Regions from separate parts of the Mus musculus genome. Here region 2 is linked to region 1. The links are chromatin contacts, called in public Hi-C maps. All regions are on one chromosome and are shown on one strand. The core of a region is the stretch at or near the end of the contact, and the rest is flanking DNA. Distances in the headings are between cores, read along the strand shown.

The links. A called contact is a pair of places that touch in the nucleus more often than the background predicts.
Region 2: a Hi-C map of embryonic fibroblasts shows a contact between it and region 1, with 1.9 times the contacts expected there. The contact joins the promoter of Itgb6 here to the enhancer-like site in region 1. A contact is called at or near these places in 9 of 484 Hi-C or Micro-C datasets (the N1E-115 cell line, adipose-derived mesenchymal stem cells, cumulus cells and 4 more), 2 of 115 datasets of contacts at active chromatin or transcription factors (embryonic stem cells and extraembryonic endoderm stem cells) and 1 of 9 other capture datasets (adipose tissue).

The regions. Positions count from the first base shown.
Region 1 is chr2:60,635,261-60,643,086 of GRCm38.p6, forward strand. The region is part of intron 7 of Itgb6 (integrin beta 6); the gene reads right to left. Among named protein-coding and RNA genes, the nearest start is that of Itgb6, 35 kb to the right of the region's middle. Within about 2 kb of position 4,576, at least 51 of the 459 cell types and tissues checked have an H3K27ac peak or open chromatin away from gene starts, as enhancers often do. A contact at or near this core is called in the N1E-115 cell line, embryonic fibroblasts, extraembryonic endoderm stem cells and 2 more, where this site is marked.
Region 2 is chr2:60,670,857-60,678,682 of GRCm38.p6, forward strand. It overlaps Itgb6 (integrin beta 6), which reads right to left and starts at 2,837. Exons shown (of 15, transcript NM_021359.3): 1 at 2,546-2,837; 2 at 1,776-1,855. The coding sequence starts at 2,606.

The DNA.
Region 1 (7,826 bases), core at 3,326-5,825:
CCTTTCCACCCTGGGAGGACATCCACTATTGGTTTAACATTCTAGGCCTGGAGTGTGGCCAGAAGATTAGGCTTTGCAAAGAAGAATCAAATTATACATTCAGGGCATCTCTATAGGTCCAAGGAAATTTTGACACCCTATCTGTCCTGGCTAGTTTTAGATCAACTTATAGACACAATCTATAGTCCTCAGAGAAGGGTGGGTGGTCACTCAATTGAGAAGATGCCTCAGTAAGATGAGGCTGTAGGCAAGCCTGTAGGGCATTTTCTTAATTAGTGATTAATGCAGGAGGCCTCAGCCCATTGTGGGTGCTGCCAATTCTGTGCTGGTTGTCCTAAGTTCTATAAGACAGTAGGCTGAGCAAACCCTGAGGAATCAGCCAGTAAGTAGCGTTCCGCCGGTCCTGACCTTCAGTGATGGACTTTATAAGCCAAATGAACCCTTTCATCTCAAGTTCCTTTTGGTCGTGGTGTTCCATCGTAGTGATAATAACCCTGACTAAGACTTTCTCTTATTCCAGAGACCATTGAAGTGGTTCAGGAAATGCCCAGAACTCGATTAGAATAGTCATCGCTAATTACGATAGTGACTCTAAAGAAGCCAGACCCAGGGGAAGAGAGAGAAGCAAAGGAGCCCTGAAGCTGGCCCAAGGTCATAATGCAAAGGCACCTGGTGGCCCCCCAGGCCTGTCAGCGGTATGCACCTGGGGAAACCCTAGCTCTCTCCACTTCTAGTATGGAAACAATGGGCTTCAGTTTGGGGGGGAAGGGGGTTGAAACATTCTACTTAGTCCCATGTTCATGTTCAAAGTTGCTGAAATCTGAATCCTCAGATGTGTCAGCTGCTGCCACTTTGATGCTGTACTTTAGTATTGAGGGGGCCAAGGGCAGCAGTGGCAGGTGACACTTCTCATCTTACTCCTTCCAATCACAGCATGTTGGAGAAGGCCCCTTACATTTCCCAGAGTAAGGGAGAGCTTGTGAAAACTGAGGACAGCCCTGCCTCGCCGACTTACCTCTTCAAATAAACACATGTCACAAAGGGCCATGAAGCATGAGACTGCGGTTAACAGCAAATACCTACATAGGAGCTTGGATTCCACTGGAGTGGAGCCGGGGGATGTGTGCAAATTTGCCTGATCTTGGAAGAGACGGTTGCGGAAACCTTTGTTCTAGACAAAGAAAGGTTTGGATCCTTTTGAAAAGGAATCTCAAGGTCCTTAGCTGGGCACAGAATTGCCACTCTTGAAGGACATTTTAGTATCTCCAAGGATGAGATGCTGTGGTTTTTTTGCAAGCACCAGTTCAAGTGGCTCTGCATTTGGGGTTAATTCTTGGCTAATGATGCTGATCCCACCCGCTTCTTAATGTGTAATTACCATCCTGCATGCGGTATGACATTTGGCATTTGGCTATTAGGACAAGTGCTTAATGTTAATCACACTTGCTGATTGCCACTAGAGCCAGGGTACAAAGGAAGCTGGCAGCCAGTAGCAGTAGCCAGTGATGACACTGGCAATTATACGGAGGAAAACTATTAATTAATTTTTGGATGCTGATTTCTCCCCCAAACTATTTCAAATAATTAACTAGAAACATGACAATTTGGCTTAATGGTATAACACTGTGAAAACTTGGGCTTTAAATCTGTAGAGCATTATGATCATTGTAAGTACGTATCAAATGCCTTTCCTTCGCTAAAACCTTAAAGCGACGTTGTAAACTGTTGTGATTAAACGTGTTTAAAGTTAGAGAAGAGCTGCCTTTCACGCCTGCTGATGAATTACAGCCCTATGAGTAAGACAGTGGTGTCAGCAACAGTGAAGGCCATAAACACGATGGCACAGGAGCTCATTAGAAATGCAGTCTCACGTGTGGCCGCAGACTCTCTATTCTCCCTCCGCGGATTATCCTAATTACAGAGCTTCTTGGATCCCCCTGCTGCACCGCCCAGGAGTTCCTGGCTGTGTGCTCTTTTGGATCACCTGGGTTTTCCTATTTATTTGTTCACTCTGCTTCCATCTCAAAAAAGGATGACTTGTTTGCTTAACAGTGCGTGTTTGCACGTGGCAAGGGATCGCTCAGCCGGCAGCCATCGGACAACACCGTGTCTAAATTTATCCCCTAACACTCCGACCTCCTCTTCAGAGAGCATCTCCACACTCAGTGGCACTCAGTGCCCAGCTGTCAGACCAGTTTTAGGTATGCACATTGGCTTGGCTAAGAGCAGGGGGATGCATGATTACCTATGTCACCTGTGGACTGGCAGGGAGTGGCTTTCTCCTCTGATAGAATGACTGAGGACCTTGGTAAGCATTCTTTGCTATGGGAGGGCTCTTGACATTTCTGCCTTGCAAGGGACAGACAGCTCCTGACAGGATGTCCATTCCTGCTCTGGTGCACTTCCTCTAGAGGAACTCTCAAGAGGTCCACTGACTTCTGGGTGGAAGTTTAGTATTAACTGTCGTCTTTCAGGCCCTCCTGATTTGCTTTTTTGCCCTGGAGGGTGGTGATTCAAGCCTAGATCTCTCCACATCCTCCTCTTGTAACATGGCTACAGTCTCGAAGACTCCTCATTACCTCCAAGCTCATTGGCCATGGTTTTCTACTGACCACACTCTTCATGTCTCTTGTTCAATGGAGGAAATCAGTTATCAACGTTCCACACATCCCCTGGAAGCTTGCATAAACAACTTAGGAAACTCAGTGCTTAGCAGCCACTGCTGGTTTCCGTCTGGGCTTGTGCTTGCTTGTTCCTCTCTATGCAGCCTCAGTAATGTATCACGGGTACCACGACTTTATCTTATGCACAGCACTGTTTTTAATCTCGGCAACACTTATTCATCGTTGTATCAGTAGTCTACCTCAAAATATACTTGTTAACTATAGTTTACTGAAATGCATTTACCAGGATGTTGGCTCGGATCTAATCTGCTCACAAATATTTCATCTAATCTAACAAAGATTTTTCTCACTTCTTTATCTTTACTTCTTCCTAATAAGTATTCTCCCATCCTATATTTTTCTCTCTATAGTGCACACATAGCATATACCCACTGAGAGTAGGAAGAAGCCCAAAGCTTCCAATGCTCACTGCCCTTAAGTGGCATACTTCCTCTAGCAAGGCCACACCTCTTAAGCCCCTTAAATGATGCCACCAACTAGGGACCCAGTATTCAAGTCTGTGAACCTATGGAGACATTCTCACTCAAACCACCACAACCCTCCTGGGCTTGGGCTAAAAAAAAAAATAAAAGTTTTAAGTAGAAAACAAAAATCACTACCCATAGAAAGAGTGATGAATAAGACTTCAAAGGAAGAATTCCATCTATAGATCTAATGCTGCCCCCATCAAAGTACAAACAAGTTATTTTGTAGATCTCAATAAACGTATGCTAAAGTCTATAAGAAGCAGCAAAAGGCCCAGAATAGCCAACTGAAGTAGAGGAAGTGAACTTCAAGACTTACTATAAAGCTCCAGTCCTCAAAAAGTATGGTATCGACAAATAGATCAATTAAAAAGAACAGGAAGCCCAGAAACTGGCTAACAGAGTAAAATCAATGGATCTTTCCCAACAAGCAAGAACATTATGAAGAAGCAAAAGTAGTCTTCTTGGCAAATAGTACTGGAACAACTGTCCATGCACACCACAAACGAATCTACACACATATGTGCATCCCACCCTTGGTAAAATCTAACTCCAAAAGGAGACTAGCCTACTTGAAAGACTGAAAAACATATCTCATAAAAGATATCACAGGAGAAATTTTAGATGGTCTTGACTTTGGGTGATGACATTTTGCTACCATACTGAAAAAATTGATCCACGAGGTAGATGAAAGATGAGCTAGGTGTAAGGAAAAACAGTTATGATACGGAAAAGACAATTTAAGAGAACGAGAAGACAAGCCACAGGATACATCACATAAAGCTCTGTTACTTCGGAGGACCTCTTAAAACTCAACAAGAAAACAATCTTATTTTCAAAGGAGTTGAAGACCCTCCCAGATGCCTCACCAAAGAAGACATGCAGACGGCAAAGAAGCACCTGAAAATATACTCCATGCCAAGCCACCAGAAACACGGATTCCCTAATTCCATTGTCCCACGGTGCCTTCGCCTCAAGCATCTGACACTCTGTGCCTCCATGAAAGAACACTGTTCCTGTTAGATTAAGAGTCCATGTGTGATACATGGTGATTTTGTCCCCATTGAGCCTACTTAAGGTCACATCTCTAGTAATGGGAGTTGGATACTTTTCTGGGGGGGCATCGTGCAGAACAGAGGGGTGTATGCGTTGTTCGCTTTAGCCTTACACCTTTAGTTGAATCAGGGCAGGTGGTATCTTGCCCAGGCACCAAAGTTTAGGTGGTGGAAGCAGACTGTGGCTCCAGGCCAACGCTCGCTGTCTTCTATTAGGTTGCCGTGGGAGGGATGGGTACAAATGCCAACAGCAAATGAGCAAGGGTGTCTCATTAGAAAGTTAAGATCTCAATGCCCTCTATGTATGCTTAGTGACTCAGATTTTAAAACACTTTCCTACCCAGTGCAGGAATGTCAAACTCGAATGCTGCGGCTCAAAAGAAACGTAGGAAGGAATGAAAAGCTGGGTGGGGCTAGATGGGGTAGTACCCAGGAAACCAGTACTCTCTTATTTATCTTGTCCTTGGTGGTAAAGCCTTGCTTCTGTGGAAAAGCATGTGATTCTTCCAGAATTGGAGCCTGGACCTGCTGACATAAATGATTCCGAGTTCAACTGCAAAGGCTTTCTGCTTCAGGGCCTTTCATTCATTCTTGTGAGGTTTTTATTTCCCCAGTTCTCATTGTCCATTATCAGTAAACGCAGGGCTCTGGGTATTATGCAAAAGTTTACCCCTAAGCTTCCCTCTGTTACCAGGACACCCAAGATTCCAAGAGGAACCTGTCATTGTTTCTGGCAAGAGAGTGGCATGACTGTCTGTCTCTGGGTTGCATGATATCTGCGTTGACTTCAGGCTTTCCATTGTCAGCATTCCTCGGGCAGGCAGGCAGGCAGGCAGGCAAGATGGGAGTGTGCTAATTAAATCAGGTGCTTGATCTTGAAGTCGGTACCAGCAATGACTAGGTAGTCAGCCTTGGAACTTTTGAGCACTACCTGTCTTTCTCCCAGTCTGCCCGGAATGTCAGCCAAGAGCAGTAGCACACACACAGCTGAGCGAGTACTCTAGAGCAATCACTGTGATAAGGGAAAAACGAGTGGGCTGCAGTGCAGACTGTTACGAGACAAACAGATGCGCACAGGCATCCGAGTGGAGGAGATTCTGAGAACAAAGGGGCTGTGTGGAGTATTTGTTACCCAGGACACTTCATGGCTCCTCTTAATGAGATTAGCCTGCTTTCAGAGATGGAGGGCACACCTTGGCTACAGAATGAACGTCCAGACTCTCTAAGCTTTAGAAAGGCCTTTTAAAATGAAAGGGGAGATGGGTTTCAGTAACAGCATGTGTGCTCTGCAGAGCAATGGACAGGTAATAAAACTTTGAAGAATCGCTGGAAGGAAGGTTATAGAGGGGACAAGAAGATAACAAACAGAGTGTGTGCAAGGACTGCTACAGAGCCATGAGCCTCCGCACTCCAAGTGCTGCAAATGGACCAGAGCATCAGCATCTCCTTGGAGCTTGTCACACATGCTGAGTTATAGACATATCACATAGACATCTGCATCAGAGCCTGCGTGTTCATAAGGTGCAGAATGGTTGGCTATACAGAGGAAATGGGAAGATGCTGACCTCAGTGTCTGATCCAATGGTGTCAATTTAATCAGGTCAGGATGTGGCCTGAGTAATAATTTGGCTTTTAAAAGCTGCCTAGGACAGTCTGATAAGAACCAACAATTGAGAACCATATGTAAACAATAGTCTGTGACTTGGAAAATAAGGACATTATATCTTATAATATAATGTTAGTCTTATGAAGTGTTCAGTATTCAGCCAGCCATACGCTTGTGTGGGCATCTCTGCTTTGCTACAAAAGTGGTATATTTTGAGTGTCTGCTCTCCGTGGACCTGCCTTCTCCTTCTACCTTAGGTCACTCCAAGCTGACTGACTTTTGAATGTTCTTATTCTGTTCCTTGTATATTCTGGGGATGGGTTGTTTGCTACCCCAGGGCCTTTGCATGTGTCTATTCTCGATGCCTCTCAACTTTCTGGTTGCTAGCACAACCCCTCTTGGATGGAGTCTTCTCTGAAGATCCTCTTCATGGAAAACTCTCAGTCTTTCCATTTGGCTGTTCTCCATTGCTGAACACCATTCCCTTCCATTCCTTGGGCAGCACATTTAAAAGTCACTCTTTGTTATTTCTTCATTTGTCCTTTTTTTTTGTCCACTTCCCTTCAGTAGACTAAGCCCACAAGGACAGAACCTGCCTTATATTCTCTGTTCTCCCAGTGCCCCGTAAGTATAAAGCACACAAACTATTAAATGAATGAATGAATGAATGAATGAGCAAGCTATGACCTGTCACCCATTTTTATAATAACAGGAGCCCATGAATCTTCATATAGTATGGTAGAGCTGTATGCTCATAACTCAGAAGGCTTGGATGACCTTTGACCCTTACCAACAGGCTCCCAAAGAAAATAGAGCATGGTATGGTTTGAACCCTGATGACTCCTGCAGGCTTCTGCTTTGAACTCTTGTTCTATAGTGGTTGGTGCTGTTTGGCAGGTGGAACCTGCCTAGTTGTCGAACCCCTAGGAGATGGCAGTGGCTGGGGCGGAATGAGCAGGATGACTGAAGTAAGGTCCTAGGGAGGGGTTTCTGAAGGTTGTGGGTAGCCTCTGTCACCTGCCTCCTCTTGCTTCCTGTTCTTCTGTGATGTGAACGCCATTTGCACCATGTGGAATTCCTCTAGACTTTCTTACTGTGATGGGCTGAAACCTTTGACACTGTCAGCCAGAATAACTCTGTCCTTTTGCAACCTGTTTCCTTGGGAGCTGTCGCCATAGTGGTACAAAGGTAACCAATATGCAAGTTTTAGTTGGGTTCCACTAAACAATGAACATTTTCTAATTTAAGATATCATCAGTATTGCACGGGACATATTTTTACTAAAAAGGATTTGTTGTTTATTTGAAATTCAATTTTAACTACCTATTCTGCGTCTTATGAACAAAAAATCTTTTCAATCCTATGAAATAAGTGTTCCAGCCCCTGAAATAATGAATGAAGGATGTCCAAACTATTCAAATTCAACAGCTGTTTTTCTTTTCTTTAATTTTTCTGTTTACTTTCTGACAATTCAATATCGCAGGGAGTACAAAGTATTCAACTCTTATTAGAATTAGGCCCTTTTAGTATATCTTAGGTTCTCTCTGAAAATTGGGCATGAAATTAAAATACATATTTCTCCCAAGCTTTATGTCCAGTGGGCCACCGGTTTAACTTGCTCTCTTGGGTCAATGCTCTAGTGAGTGTTGAAAAGGCAGTGCCTACTGAGTGGAAGATAATCCGTTACAGTTAGGCCAGTTAGACTGCTCCATATGGTTGGCAAGTGCCCCGTGTGCACTGTTGGGATTTGGCCATCCCAGCAGTGACACACACGATAGCCATTACAACCATGAGAATGCCTAGAGAAAGCAGAGAGCGGAGTAACACAGCACTCTGAGGTGCAGACTTAGGTCCACAGATAGTGAAGTCCTGAGCAAAGCGACACGGTCAGAGATGTGAAAATAGATGCTAAAAGTAATTACTTGGCTTTATGAATGTTAAAATTTGCTCATGGGAAACAAAGAGAAAGCACATAACATGAGAACGTGTGAAAAACTAAGTCTGGGATGGGGGGAGT
Region 2 (7,826 bases), core at 1,587-4,086, 34 kb after region 1:
TTTTATTATTGGAGAGGCCTCTGAAATGATCTGGCCTTAAAACTTGATGATCACTTGACCAGCTACAACTAAAACCCTCAGTAACACCTTAGGAAACACCCGATTATGCTAAAAAATGAATTTAATTATACATTCTAGTGTGCTGGAGAGAGAGGTCAACAGCTAACAATACTTCTAGAAGACCCAAGTTCAGTTCCCAGCACCATGTCAAGGAACTCACAACTACCTATAAGTGTAGTTCCAGGGGATCTGATTTTGTTTTCTGGCCTCCATGGGTAACACACACACACACACACACACACACACACACACACACACACACAAAGTAAACATAAACTCCAGATTGACACAGTATTCTTTGTCTCTGCCATGAAGCTAATATTATCTTCTAGACAGTGTCCAAAGAGTCTATGGACTTGTTCCTTGTTGAATATTCTCAACCCTGCATTTCATGTTAAACCTTATAAGAGAATAATTGCCTTGAATTTTATTTGTGGCCTAAGCAGTTAAGGTAGTGTGGGGCACTGGGGGGCGGGGTGCATGGTTTATGCTTCTGCATGTGATGCAACCCTCCACAGATGTGTAATAAGTGGGGACTTTGGGTGCAAATAGTTACAGCCCAGGTCTGATCCAGGCATCTAGATTCCTTTCCCTTTGCATGCTATTTGGCTTTTGCTGTTGGCATTTGTAAGCCTTGATTGGCACTTAGATTCTTTCCAATGGATGGGACTTAAAAATCCAGAAAACCAAGACTGCTTTTTCTTAGTGTGAATCATTTACACTACACCTTGCTCTCTTCATCACAACATAGGCTGGGACTTGGTCTGTCTTGTTATTTAGCCCTCATGGCCTCCACACTTCTTCACGCAAGTTTCACTCTGACCAGACTAGGACCATTTCTTTAAAGCAGTGGTTCTTAACCTTCCTAATGCCACAACCCTTTAATACAGTGTGTTGTGATGAGCCCCGCCCATAAAATTATTTTGGTTTATACTGCACAGCTGTAATTTTGCTGCTGTTATGAATTGTCATGTAAATCCATGTGTTTTCCAATGATCTTAGGCGACCCCCGTGAAAAGGTCATCCAACCCTGACAGGGACCCTGACCCACAGGTTGAGAACCACCACTTGAGAGTTTCCTGTGCTCACTCTGTTCATGACTTTGTACAGGAATTGGCTGATGGCTGAATCGTAGATTTCCCTTCTCGAAGTACCTAGCACAGACTTACACCGGATCTCGGGTCCCTGATGCGAACACAACTACATTGTATCAACATTCAATGTCTGCTTCACTTTGGACAATATCTTTGTGGCCACCAATTATCCAGACAGAATGTTACACCAGCAAACAACTAGGAAGACTTTATAGCAAGAGAAGTAACCAGGTGGCTGGCAACACTGGCCAGGCAGAGGCAGCCACCTCTCTGTGAGTTCCAGGGCAGCCTAGTCTACATAGTGAGCCCCAGGACAGCCAGGGCTATGTAGTGAGACCTTGTCTCAAAAATAAAAATAAATAAATAAATAAAGTAATTAAGTTAAATAAAAGAACTGTCTAGATTTAGTAAAGGATGTTCAGGTTTTAAAGAACAATTTGGCATCCGTTCCTTCAGTAAGTTGTTTCCAAAGTATAGATGAATCCGACTTTGGTCCACTGACCCTCATGTTCCTTTCTTAAACTTGTTACTCATTCAACCGCACTGAGAGAAGCGCTTTCGCTGAGGATGCTAACTGATGTAGAAACAGTGTTAGAAACAGGGTGAGAGCCAGGGATTTACCTCCTGGGAGCACCAGGCGCAGTGGGGTCCTGTGAGCAGGCAGTCTGAGCAGCTTTCTGCACCACCCCAGGCACAGCCACCTAAGAGCAAAGCCAGCAAGAGGCAAGGATTAAAGCCCACTCCTTCATCCAGCTTAGGGGACTAACCCCTCTTACTAGAGCGAAGCTATCTAAAAATTTACTTTATAAAAGTAATCCTCTGAAGGCTAGTAACTCACATCAAAGTTTATAGCTTAGACCCATCACAATGGAAACATCTACATCATGTAAAACAGTGTCTCAGACCGCAACCGTGTCTAACTGCTCAGTACAGAATCATCGCATTTAGCCTCCTGTTCAACACCTGCCGCTTAATTTCAAAAACATGTCTGTACGCATTAAAAAGGGTTCTCTTATAAATTCAGCATTTCTGTTGCCGAATCCTCCACTCTCATGATTGTGACTCCCAGGTGGACGGCCTTGTTGTGCAACAAAACAGAAAAGCTTCTGAAGTGGCTATCCGGACAACACTCACAAGTCCCATTGTTCAGGAACTCTGTCTAATCCTCCTCATTAAAATTCCCGTGAAGCCTTTGTGTTTATTTACCTTGTACCTAGAACATTCACTGGGGGAAATGCTCTACGTCTGCCTGTAGTTTGTGAAAGTGTCTCAGTGGCACGAGAGCCATCAGACAGATCAAATGAAAAATGACTGCAGGTCTGTTTTCTGAAGCAAATGACAGTTTGTCAAGCTTACGATGAGAGCGATATCTGAGAGAGCTTCAGGCTTACCTTGGACGTGATCATTCCTTCCTAGAAGTAGCAGAAACAGGCAGACCAGCTCAATCCCCATTCGGTTCAGTTTTCACTGTGCAGACAGATTAAAAATGAATTACCTTCAGGGTTACAAGACCAAAGCTGGAAGCCGTGAAAGTCTTTCTTGCCGGGGTTTTTGGTTTTGTTTTGTTTTTTAAGTAAAACTACTCACACTGCTTTGAAAAGTAACTTGAGCTGTAAATTCAAAACCTTTCACTAAGACTAAAATGAAAACAGAAGCTACCTGGACAGGCAAAGCAGAAAAGCTGTGTTTAAAAGCAACTTCAACATGTTCACTTCCTCATTCACCTTATAAGGAAGTCAGGTGTACAGTGCCCGGGAAGGTGGGGAGACTTAGTGCAGGAGACGTTTGCATGTGTGTCAATTCTATTAGCTGTACTGTATCCTAGAGCAAATGAGCCTCTTTAGTGAAATGTTAATCAATGAACTGTCAAAAGACCGATTTAAATGTATGGTGTTCATAACAATTTTAATTTAATGCTGTAAGGATGTGAAATGAAACACAGAAGTTAAGCTTAAATGTAAGGAAGCTTAAGAAAAAAAAAAAAAAAACAAGTTAAAATACCTGAGAGGTTTGGTTTTCATGTTAGAGCCTCTGCAGAGAATTGAAATGAGCTCTGAAAAATATAAACATTATTTTACAGTCAAATTAGAAGTTAGGCAAAGTAGAACAAAAAACACTGTTTTCTTATCTTTCAAATTATATAAGAGCTATTTTTCACACCTTTAGAGTTCTTAATTTTAAAAGCGTATTAAAAGCACTGTATATGAAGATCAACTAGACCAAAATAAAGCCTCAGCACAATAGAAACACCGGAGAGAGAAACAACAGCAGTCACGACTCTGAATCTCTGTCTCGAGAGCATTCTTCCAGGGTGGTGACCAAGGAGAGCATTTGGTGGCACAAGGAAGGTCCCGTGGTCCATCAAACACCAAGACCGCAAGCAAACAAAACATTACGATAAACAAGGTTAAAATAATATAAACGAAAGGAAAGGCTTCCAGCCCCTGGCTTGACACATATGAATCATTTACTTGTTATGTGGATGACAGCTCAAAATGTGTATATTCTACAGGTAAATCTGTGAGGTTTGTATCCCCCGCCCCCTAGCCCCCACCCTCCCTTCAGGGGCCGTTTGGGATTTGTAGAAACTGTGAGCAGGTAGGAATCAAATGCTCCGTCACGCTAAGCCATCTGACCTCAGGCAGGCTCCTTTCTGTCTGGGCTCACGTCCTGGGAGACTGTCTTTTGAAGGTATGTTTCCAGGCAAGCGTGAGAAACCTGGAAAGAGAAGAAAACAAATTATAGACTACTTAGATTTTTTTTTCCAGCAGCCTATATTCAGTTTTCAACTCTGTCATATACAAAACCCAGGAAGAAAACAGAAAGACTCCTGCTGTAAGAATCCAGATTAGAGAGCTGAAAACTGAGACTTTGAGAGAGAAAAAACAGTGTGTGAAATGTGTGCCTGCATTTGAAGGATGGTGGGACTATGACTCTCTGCCTATGATGTGGCCGCCATTTTGAAAACCCATTGACAAATGTTTTCTGAGCATTTGTGCCAGATATGTCCTTTTAAGATATACTTTTATTTTTAATTGACACAACAGTTGAATGCACCCTTAGGGTAGAGTGTGTGTGTGTGTGTGTGTAATTTCCTTGGGGAATGTTTGAAATCTTCTGTGATAGCTTTTTTTAAATACTCAATAAATTATTGCCAACCAAAGTTGTCCTGCTGTGTTTTAGAATATTAGACACTATTCCTTCTCAAATGGCATACTGGTACCCAGTAACTATCATCTCTCCATCCCTCCCTCCCATCCTTTTCTGGCTCCACTCTTTTGTTTGGTATGTTTTGTTCTCAACTATTCAGTGTGTGTGTGTGTGTGTGTGTGTGTGCGAGCACATGTGCCTGTGTATATGTACCAGTGTGTATGTGTGTGTCTGTACCTGTGGTGTGTGTGTGTGTGTGTGTGCCTGTGTGTATGACCAGTGTGTGTGTGTGTATGACCAGTGTGTGTGTGTGTGTATGACCAGTGTGTGTGTGTGTGTGTGTGTGTGTGTGTGTGTGTGTGTGTGTGTGTGAATGGCTGCCGGTATACATGTGTGATAACATGAATGTCAGAGGACAACTTTTTTGGAGTTGGTTCTTTGCTTCCTTGATGAAGTGGGGTTTCTTTCATAGTTTCTGTTGCTGGCCAAGAAAACCTCCAGCCCATTCACATCTCTCCCTTCCATCTCGCCATAGGAGTGCTGGGATTATAGGTGTATATACCCCACTACCTCCAGCTCTTATGTGGATTCCAGGGATCAAAATTCTGTTATCTGGCTTGTCTGGTCAGCTGTCCCCCCAGATGGGTCCTTCCTGTTTTTGAGAAAACTCTTCTGACTTCCCCAATGCAGATATGACACTTTAAATTTAAAAAAATAATAATTTATTATTTATTTTTATTTTATTCTATAAATGTTTGCCTACACATACCTAAGTGTGCTACGTGCCCACTACCCACAGAACCCAGAATAGGGTATTAGATCTTTTGGAACTGAAACTACAGACAGTTGTGAGCTGCCGGGTGGGTCTAAGATACAAACCAAGTCCTCTGCAAGAACAGCAAATGCTCTCAACTCCTGAGCTGTCTCTGTCTCCAGCCCCAGGTATTATTCTTGAAGCAGAGGTTATGCTAGGAAAATAAATGAAATGAAGTGAAACAAGTGTTTTCTTCAGACAGCATTTATTTTAGGGTGGGTCAGTGAGGGAAGGGAGGGACAGGGATCTGGGCTGTGGGCAGTAATAGAGCTGAGTTAAAGGTGCTGATGGGTGTATGGTGAGAGGGGTGTGTTCTGCTATTTAGGGAAGGAAGTCAAGAGAGGTTTTTCGGATGCTTGCTGACTGCCCATCATGAAAGGGATGTTCACAGGGATAGACATGGTGCTAGTTGGGGCTAAGCTGTTGATATGTGAGTAGAGAGGCACTGGGATTCAAGATAGATCTGGAAGTGGACTGTGTTCAAGGATTAGATGTACATGTGAAAGGAAGAAATGTTTATCACCCTGAGAGGTGCTGCTCTTGACTGAGAGGTTAGCGAGGGGAAGCAGCCTTCATATGGAAGATGAGTATCAAGAGCACAGGGCCCCCAATGGAGAAGGTAGAGAAAGCACCCAAGGAGCTGAAGGGGTCTGCAACCCTATAGGTGGAACAACAATATGAACTAACCAGCACCCCCAGAGCTCGTGTCTCTAGCTGCATATGTAGCAGAGGATGGCCTAGTCAGCCATCAATGGGAGGAGAGGCCCCTAAGTCTTGCAAAGATTATATGCCCCAGTACAGGGGAATGCCAGGGCCAGGAATCGGAAGTGGGTAGGTTGGGGAGCAGGGTGAGGGTGAGGGTATAGGGGATTATTTTGGAGAGGAAACTAGGAAAGGGGATAGCATTTGAAATGTAAATAAAAAAAAATCTAATTAAAAAAAAAACAAACCACGATTGTTTGAGCTCCCATACCGTGAATGCAAACAGACATCAAAGCCTGGAACTTGGGGCAGTGTCAAAATACAAAGTATAGAACTGGGTACATCATCTTGGACTAACAACTATGGGGCTGAAGATGTTCGAATACAGGAGTCTGAATGAGATCTGGGAGAAAGTGGACATGAGTGTGGAACAGCCCCAGGCCTGGGCCTAGCTGTATCTAACAGTGAAAGGAGTGGCCCAGAATAAAGGAAACTGCTAACTAACACACACTCCATCTTGCCAGGGAGGAAGTGTCTTTTGTTACCATACAATTCTCTGACTATCTCTCATGTTTCAATTCTCTGACTCTTCTTGCCAGCTGAGCCAATGGCTGTGTTTGTTCTGGATCCTGGAAAGTTTAAGTGGGCAGTCTCTAAGGAGAGACATAGAGTCTCTCTTTAAGGCCCACGGGGAATTGCTTACGGCTTTGAAAGTTCCAAATTGTGTCTCTGTCCAGACTAATGGACAAGTGTGCTTACACCTTGCAAAGTGTGTGTGTGTGTGTGTGTGTGTGTGTGTGTGTGTGTGAGAGAGAGAGAGAGAGAGAGAGAGAGAGAGAGAGAGAGAGAGAGAAGGCAGGCATGCTTGCTGAATGCCCATTATGAAAGGCTTGAGTCCTCTAACCCAGGCTTTCTGTCTCGGAGCCCAGCCTACACCATCTGTAGGCATCTCTTTCTTTTTGTGTCGTCTTGGGAGAACTGAGATTGGATGACAGATAACAGAACGTGCTGACACTCTGGCCATTGCTTTGGCTGTGAGCGATAAAGTCCTTTATCTCTGACACAGACATATCGTGTCTCAGACAGTACCCATGAATCCGTGACAGGCTTGGCAATACATAGAAACCCCAGAGGCCCCTCAGCCCTTCCTGGTTTGTGACAATCTCCTCAAGTCGTGCTTCTTTCTTCACACTGAACATGTATGTGGCTTTTCAACATTGCTTTGGGAGAAAAGATCTCGCATCAATAAGGTGACTTATACCGAGCTCTGATGGCCATCTCCAGAGGCATCCCAGGCTCCAGAGATGTCTCCTCTCAAACCTCATGGGTTTCCAGTGTCAGTCCCTGTGGACAACTTGGCATCAGGGGCATCTACACAGCTTTCCAATTGCCCTGTCTCTAAAATTTTTGCTGGGATTCTATCTGCCACCAAACACCTCTTCTTACAAGACAGGGAACTACTCCTCAGCCTCTTTTGTGACTAAGAGCTCTAGTGATTGCCCTTGCAAATGGGATGTAAGTGGGGCTGGTGCACAGTATCTCATGCCCTTCTGCCAAGTGGATGCAGGCACCGAGGTCCTGGGGGAAATTGGAAAAACCCAGTTGGACTTTGAGATTGAGTACCTTTGAATCGCATTGGACTTTTAATGCACTATTTCATATAAACACTTCCATCCTGGTCAGGAGAATTGCAATTAGCCCGGGATATTTGTTTTTGTGTTCCCAGTCATAACCCTCTGTTGTTCGTGCTATCCCTCCTTTCTAGGGCCATTCACTTGGCCCCTGCTGCCTGTAGGCCTTTGCCTGCCTCCCACCTGCCCAGTTTCGCTCACTGCTCTTGATCTTGGAGAGACTCTTGGGTCTCTCATGTTCTCATTTTCCATGGATGTCGCAGGGCATCCCTTACCACTGCTCACACTTTCTGAATACTGACCTCTCTCCCTCTCTAGACTGTGAGGGGTTTGTTTTTTTTGTTTGTTTGTTTGTTTTTTGTTTTTTAAAGCACT